2 separate regions of the Danio rerio genome follow, and region 2 is linked to region 1. A link is a contact called in public Micro-C data. All regions are on one chromosome and are shown on one strand. The core of a region is the stretch at or near the end of the contact, and the rest is flanking DNA. Distances in the headings are between cores, read along the strand shown.

Region 1 (3,891 bases), core at 871-3,370:
ATATTCATTAACATTCATTCATTCATTTATTCATTTTCTTGTCGCCTTAGTCCCTTTATTAATTCATAACAGCACTACCTACTGCGCCACTGCTTCACCCTATTCATAAACAAAGAGTTGTAAATGCTAAAATGTATACAGTGTAATGGCCTTTACTATAGTTTTACATAGAATAGCTCCTCCTCTTTTAAATAAAACAGCCAATAGCGTTTTAGCACAGCTTTGCCAGTGTAAGTGACTGAGCTAAGCGTATCAAATAAAAAGCAAATGAGAAGCGTCTTGAAGTGGGTGGACTTTACTATAGTATAGTTCAAAGACACTGTCGCCACAGCGGAATGAACTGCCAACTTATCCAGCATATGTTTTACACAGCGGATACCCTTCCAGCTGCAACCCATCACTGGGAAACATCCATACACACTCATTCACACATTTCAGCCTACCCAATTTACCTATACCACATGTCTTTGGACTTGTGGGGGAAACTGGAGCACCCGGAGGAAACCCACGCCAACATGGGGAAAACATGCAAACTCCACAGAGAAATGCCATCTAATCCAGCCGAGGCTCGAACCAGTGACCTTCTTGCTGTGAGGCGAACGTGCTACCCACTGTGCCACCGTGCAGCCCTACTATAAATGAATGTAATATATGACTTGCCACTTTAAAAACTGGACAACCAATGAGATATGCTTTTTGATCACATGCCGAGAGCTTTTACAGTAAAACACTACTTGGTGGCGCTCAAGTGCAAAACATTCTAACTGAGTGCACAGCAGTTATAGACCAGACTTAGATGGATGGGTTTAAGCGAAACAGTCAGTCTGTTAAATAAACTGAATGTTATTTACAAAATTATCACCTTTAAGCTAACGTGACGGTAGCCATTGACTTATATTTTATGAATCACAGAGGACTAGTTTAAGCTAAAAATCTTCAACTGTATAATTGTTATATTCGAAAGACAGTTAGTGACCTATATTTTGAATACCCTGAGGGTATTAACAGCACAATTTCATTGTTAGATGAACTTTCCCTTAAATGTTTACTTTGAGTGTTATCCATCATTTGTAGATAAGTGCGTAATGTTCAGAAGTCAAAAGATGGAACTTGACATTAATCCTGCTGGAAGATACATAATCAGAAGCAGACTATAGCATTTTTTTTAAAGTTTCTCTTGTTGGTGTCTGCTTATACCCATTGGATTGACATTGAACAGCTCCTCCTCTTTTAAATAAAACAGCCAATAGCGTTTTATCACAGCTTTGCCAGTGTAAGTGGTTGAGCTTAAGCTCATCAAATGAAAAGCAAATGAGAAGCGTCTTAAAGGGGGTGGGACATGACAGATAGTAGAGTGCATTTGATTGGTCAATATTTGATAAAAACTGACGTATGAGGATAGCTTGAAGAGATCCTTGTAGACTAACATACTGATACTAACATCCAAAAACGTTTTAGATGTTAAAAGAGATTTCATGTTTTAGATTTTAATTTCGCTGAACCTTTAAATTCCCTAAATGTGCTGCAGACACAGAATATTCGGAGAGGGCCTTTGTTTTAGCTTTGTTGCTTCATTAATTATATAAGAACTTGGTGAAGGAAAGAATTGAGCATTTTAAAAATAAAAAACCTAAAATCAAATTTTGTCATTTCACTTCAAATGTTTTGAGTAACGTACATTTTGAAGTGAGTAGGGGGGTTTCCACTGCACACCAAAAAGTTTTGACTCCAAACGTCCATAGCCAACCTGCATGACAGCATAACAAATGTAAACAAAGGCAGAGTTTGACATTTAGGCCCACACACCTTCCGATTTCACGTGTCACTCTTCCTATTCACGTTGTTCTTGGCCTGAAAGCTTTGTTTAGGTGAGTGTATTTCAGGACTGCGTGGATAAAGAAAGCAGGCTGTGTCCACATTGGCCTTCACTGGCCTAAATATGTCCACCTGTTTGAAATGAGGCCACTTTAATGAGACACTATATGGAACAGCCTTTTCTTTGGTCCTTTTGTCACTTTATATTCATGGAGATAGAAGGGAAGGGGAGAAGTTTGTAGGGTAAAAGTGGAGGAATGAGACCAGGATGTGACACAGGTCAGAATCCAGTTTGTAGTTCAACTCTGCCATCTGTTGGCCAGTTTGTAACATTACAATGTCTGTTTATTAGAAGCTTTGGGCTAGTTGTTTATAATGTGTTTTTGGGCTTATTTACATAATGCACTCATGCATTTGGGCCTACACAATAAATGGGACCAACCAATAATAGTGCCCTTGAATATCCCAGTGTGCAATTAGAACTCGGTTTCACATAACATCACTATTAATCATTGTAATTTATTTCCCTTTCCTTCAATGCTTCAGGCTTTGCCAGTCATTCCCCCTAGGATACAATTATTGGAAAGGTTTTTTTGCAGTAAGATGCAATTTAGCTTCGGTTAATGTTTGTTTTATGCAAGTTCATGCTGTAATAAATCAGATCATTGAATTCAAGTAATTTACCTGATAAAGAAACACTCTTCCACATACACAAACAGCTATTTAGACTTATTTTGGTGATGTAGGGCAACTATTTTGTATATATTTGACATCTTTTTTTTTTTTTTAGTCCTACTCTGGGAATAGTGACATATTCAATTCAGGTTTTGAATACATGGATTAGCAAACACCAATGTAGTCCTGCATGGCAAAATATGCTTTTATAAATTTGAGTTTTTGACTTGTTTGTAGCCCAAATATCTTAAAGTTCTTAAATCAAGCAACATTTTCTAGACAAGAAAAAAAAACTAAATTAAGTTTTTTTTATTAAGACAAGCTTTTTTTTGCCAATAGGGTGTTAAGTTTAGATTTTCTAAGGCAAAAAAACAACTATTTTGATGACTTAGGTCGATGAGGTTTTGTCTAAATATCAAACAATTCTTAAATCAAGCAGCATTTTTTAGATGAGACATTTTTTACAATTTCTTTACATCATCAAAATTAAAGGTGCTATATGTAAGTTTGACACACAGTGGTTAAACTAGGTATTACATTCCTGGATCAAAACAAAGGAAGCGCAGGTTGCCAGATTGACCAACAGGAGTGAGTCTGACTATCGAACCTAAAGGCTGATTTAAATCGTGTTCTAAATAAAGCAACAGCACGCAAAAGAAGCAATATTTTCCATATTAAAAAGAGTTTTTGTTCTAACCAACACCTCAAATTGATATTTTAGAAACGGCTTCTGTTTCTTGCAGCTGAACAGCAGAAAACAATGATCACCTCAGGTACACCTCATGTGCTTCATTCAGTGTTAAATGCTTTCAATGCGAGTTTGAATGCATTTTACATTACATTTATTGCCATATTACTGAAAGCAGCAGCAGATGGTTTACCTCAGATCTTGAAAATAAAATAAATCGTTTAAAATTCAACTTTAGAACAATGACTCAAAACCAACATATGTACATTTAATAATGTTAAAGAGGTTTAATATTTATTAATTAGACTATACACTTTACTATTTCATGAGTGAGTGCATATTCTGTGCTTCTGAATGCCTGTCGTGTTTCGTCTGGTGCCAAATTGCTTATCACTGCAAATCTTGTCACATAGCATGTTTTGACACGGGGTTACAATGTAACCTGCTCACCTAATGTTTATGTTGGTAATATTTATATTATTTGCTTATTAATGACCTTATGTGGAACTCTAAATTTGCATCGCATTTCGGAGCCTGTTACTGTCCACTGGAGGTCGCATTTCAGTCAGGTACGCATGCTTTCAGAGTCTATCTGAATGATTTAATGAAATATGTGGTTTTCCACCAAGGCAACCTGGGGTGCTGAAATATAATTGGCTAAACTGGCATTGGGCTAGTCAAAGAGCCAAAACAAAGACAGCGTTCTGGCACGG
Region 2 (3,891 bases), core at 563-3,062, 640 kb before region 1:
TGTGCTGAGTATGTTTCTTAATAGAGTGATCTTTTGGCAGATGGTACTGTTGGAAAGAGGTTCGTCTGTGCATAATGCTGGCTTCTTCTTACTAATGCGAGACATGCTGTGGCTTAATTTGAAAAAATTGGCTAAATCAATGTAGGTCAGTTACTTTGACAAGAATAGATGGTATGTATATAGTATTATAGAAAAGGTTAAGTATTGATTAAACTGGTATATGAATACCTATAGGTAGGCCCACACAGAATCTGTGCACGCAGATTTTTAGCCCATGGTTGCGTCTATATATTTACTTGAGTAAAAGTGTGTAAATTTATATTTATTCAGTATTTAAATTAATGTTAATGAATTTAAAGTAATATTATTGACTAATATGAAAATGTTCTTATGATTAATTTACAATACAGTTTGTATTGTATTGTATTGTATTGTACTCGCTTTATTTTACTAATTAAGTGGATCTAATTGGATTTGCGTTGTATACATTAAATAAAAGTTTAAAAGGTATTATTTTTTATTTCATATATCAAGTTTCAGTAATGATACTCCCAAAATCTTTTAAATTTAAACATTTTCTGTGCAGAAATAGCTAAAAATGTCCGCAAATTCTGTCTGGCCCAACCTATAGGTAACTGTATATATAACGTCCTATGACTGTTGCCATTCACTAGTTATTTTAAATGACAAAACAATATTTAACAATCATAACACAATTGGAACCATTTAACCTGAACCAGATAAATAAAAATGTCTAAAAATGCATTGTTTTCAGTGAGGGAATTCATTTTTGCAATTTTTCATCTAAATAATTATTTATGTTTCATACATTATGACAGTTTTTGAGCAATCTTTAGTTATTATCTATTTATTTCATTGGAATATATGTGCATTTTAAAAAAAAAATCTTACATATGAAATATTAAGTGATTATTTTTGATGAGATATTAAATTATACTATTTCAATATTTACATTAACATATTAAATAATTTATAATACACTAAGGCAATTTGATTCTTATCAAAATTTATTTTGCATCTGTTTATAGTTAGCAACTTGTTTATAAGTTAACAAAAGGTCATATATGTAGTAATAACATGGTAAAATCATGGTAACGTTGAAAATATTTACGACTTTAATTTGCTCACGAGATGTTGCTGATATAAATATGGTTTTGTTTAAAAAAACAAAGTTCCAAAATATTAATATTATAAATATTATAAACGGCTAAATAGTTACGTTATAACAAAGTATCTTTTAAAGTCTTTGGTTATAATAATTCAGATAGTGTTATGTGGTTATTTATTATGAGGTCAGTACATTTTATTTGTAGTCTACAAAGTATTGTACTTTAACCACTCATTATAACATAGCGTTACTACACTTATCTTTTACTTAATAGCAATATCTTCTTTCATATAACAACTAATAACAAACCTAATAGCTTATAAAACGCGCATATTTAGCGTCATACATACCAAAATTCAGCTTATATCTTAACTAACTGAAGAAAGAACAGCCAAAGGAACATTAAACCGTACCGCACAAACCAGGCAGATGGTGTTTATGTGCTGCACATGATCTCATAGAGTAACTAAACTATGCCAGTTAAAAAGTGTTTTACAAAATAAATGGATAAATTAATGGTTAAATTATGAACAGCAAGCGCTATTCATGTTTTGTGTCCTTTTATGTAAGCTGAGATATATCGTTCAGGATATTTCACAATTTACGTAAAATAGCAATCACCGCTGTCTGGCAAAAATATAGCTTCCTACATCCGGCTACGTCTCTATGACAACTGGTAGCGCTGGGGTCCTTACGTGACACAGGGCATGTTTCAAACCATCGGCGGGAGATTAAAGTTTCGTTCATTGCGGCTATTTTATTGTCATTCTCGACTAAATTGTGATTAAACATGTTAAATATTTATTGTACGTTACATTCAAATAACCCATGTATATTGTAAGCCAGGTCTGAGTGCCGCATAATCGCCCTTCTGCTTTGTGTTTTGAATTTGACTTGTATCTGTCACAATCCAAACACGTGAGTAGCTGCTTCACTCTAATGACTTGACGTTCATCACTGAATGCTCAAAATATCAGCAATAAATAAAAAGTATTTGTGTTTATCTAGATGGGGGAAATCTAACGACTGAATTTGAACAGGATGGAGCCCTCGAAATTTGTGGTCAAGGTAAACTTTTCATTTTATCAGTTTATCTTAGAATCTTCGTTGCTTTTGTGTTTTATTTTTACAGTAATTGTAAAATTAGTGGTTGAGACAAATGAAATCGAAGCTGTAATTTCACAATTTTGACGTTTTGTGTCTGAATGTTTACAAATGTATGTCGTTATGCCAGCCTTATTGTTTTATGAATGTGTTGTTACCCTTTATGCAGTGATCATGATTATCTTCATATCATCATAATTTAGAATTCGTAACCTTGGAGTTATGTCCAAGTTTCTGTCTGCGTTCTGAATGATTTTGAGGTATTGAGCTTTAAAGTTTTTGCACTGAATAGCAAACAGTATGTGTGTAACATTTTTTTATTTTTTATAAAAAGGCTTAAAATGTAAACAATAATAAAAAAACATCCCATAATGTAAATAAGTTGTCATTTAATAAGAATATATGAATATCTCAATTTGGACAAAAATGTCAGGTAGAACCTTATAATTCTAAGGTGACAAATTGTTTATCATGATTTTGAATTTTTAAGTCGTTACTGTGATTTACCAAAGATTATGGCTTCCATATAATAAATTATGATAAACCTAAAGAAACGAGTGTATTCAATGCTTAAGAGATCGTTGAAACAAAAATAAATAATAAATTCTGAAAAAAATGAGTTTTTCTGTTTTTGAAAGCTTCAGGTATTTCTGATTTGTGACTTGGAGTTGAGACAGAGGGTATAGTTAGCTCAGAGAAAAAAGTTTGTGGATTTTGTTTTGTCGTAGTTGTATTTGTCTTGATTTCTCAAAACTTGTGTTTTTTTTGTGTGGGTGAGTTGCATACATAGTCAGCTACAAAGACCAGGGTGAGCTAATGTTTGGAGTTCTGTCAAAAATAATAGCCCTGCTGTGACTCTTCTTTTCAAATATTTGGCAAATTATGTTTTACAGAGCAAGGCATTTGTCAAAGTATTTCCTATATATATATATATTTTTTTTTTTTTTCTAGAGAAAGTCTTATTTGTTTTATTTTGGCTAGAATAAAATCAGTTTTATTATTTATTTATTTTTAAATTAACATTTTAGGATCAAAATTATTTGCCCTCTTGTTTTGATTGGCTACAGCACAAACCACTGTTATACAATGACTTGCTTAATTAACCTAATTTACCTAGTAAAGCCTTTATATTGCACTTTAACCTTAATACTAGTATCTTGGAAAATATTTAGTAAAATATTCACTGGCATGATGGTAAAGATAAAAAAAATCAGTTATTAGGAATTAGTTATTACAACTATTATGTTTAGAAATGTGTTGAAAGAAAATTTTTATTTCCATTAAACAGAAATTCGGGAAAAAATATAAAATATTATATTATATTTTCTTTTACCAAACTCTATTATATATCTTGGGAACACTTAATATATGATGCACGTGCTGCTTAGGACAATTCTTTGAAATGTTTGGGCCAGATTTACCAAACAGGGTAAATAATCACCTAATTTTCATAATATCAAAGAATTGCATAAACTACGGCAGTTTGGCTCATAAACAAGCAGATTGATGATAAGGTGCAAAAGCACTGGTGCAAATTAGGGTAATCTGGTAACGTTGAGTTGAGTTGACTTTATTAGTACCCGTAGGTAGATTCTTTTTTCAGCAAAGTTTTGCATTTGGTACAAACAATTAAATCACACATATACATACCCACATAT

The links. A called contact is a pair of places that touch in the nucleus more often than the background predicts.
Region 2: a Micro-C map of caudal fin shows a contact between it and region 1, with 5 times the contacts expected there. The contact joins the promoter of slx4ip here to the enhancer-like site in region 1. A contact is called at or near these places in 2 of 18 Hi-C or Micro-C datasets (caudal fin and embryo) and 1 of 4 datasets of contacts at active chromatin or transcription factors (caudal fin).

What each region holds. Positions count from the first base shown.
Region 1 is chr13:38,285,825-38,289,715 of GRCz12tu, reverse strand. All of the region lies in intron 6 of sptlc3 (serine palmitoyltransferase, long chain base subunit 3), which reads left to right. Among named protein-coding and RNA genes, the nearest start is that of sptlc3, 27 kb to the left of the region's middle. Within about 2 kb of position 2,120, at least 6 of the 62 cell types and tissues checked have an H3K27ac peak or open chromatin away from gene starts, as enhancers often do. A contact at or near this core is called in caudal fin, where this site is marked.
Region 2 is chr13:38,929,819-38,933,709 of GRCz12tu, reverse strand. slx4ip (SLX4 interacting protein) reads left to right here and starts at 1,812. Exons shown (of 12, transcript NM_200411.1): 1 at 1,812-2,047; 2 at 2,138-2,197. The coding sequence starts at 2,171. It overlaps mkks (MKKS centrosomal shuttling protein), which reads right to left and starts at 1,540. Exons shown (of 5, transcript NM_200165.1): 1 at 1,480-1,540; 2 at 1-112. The coding sequence starts at 105.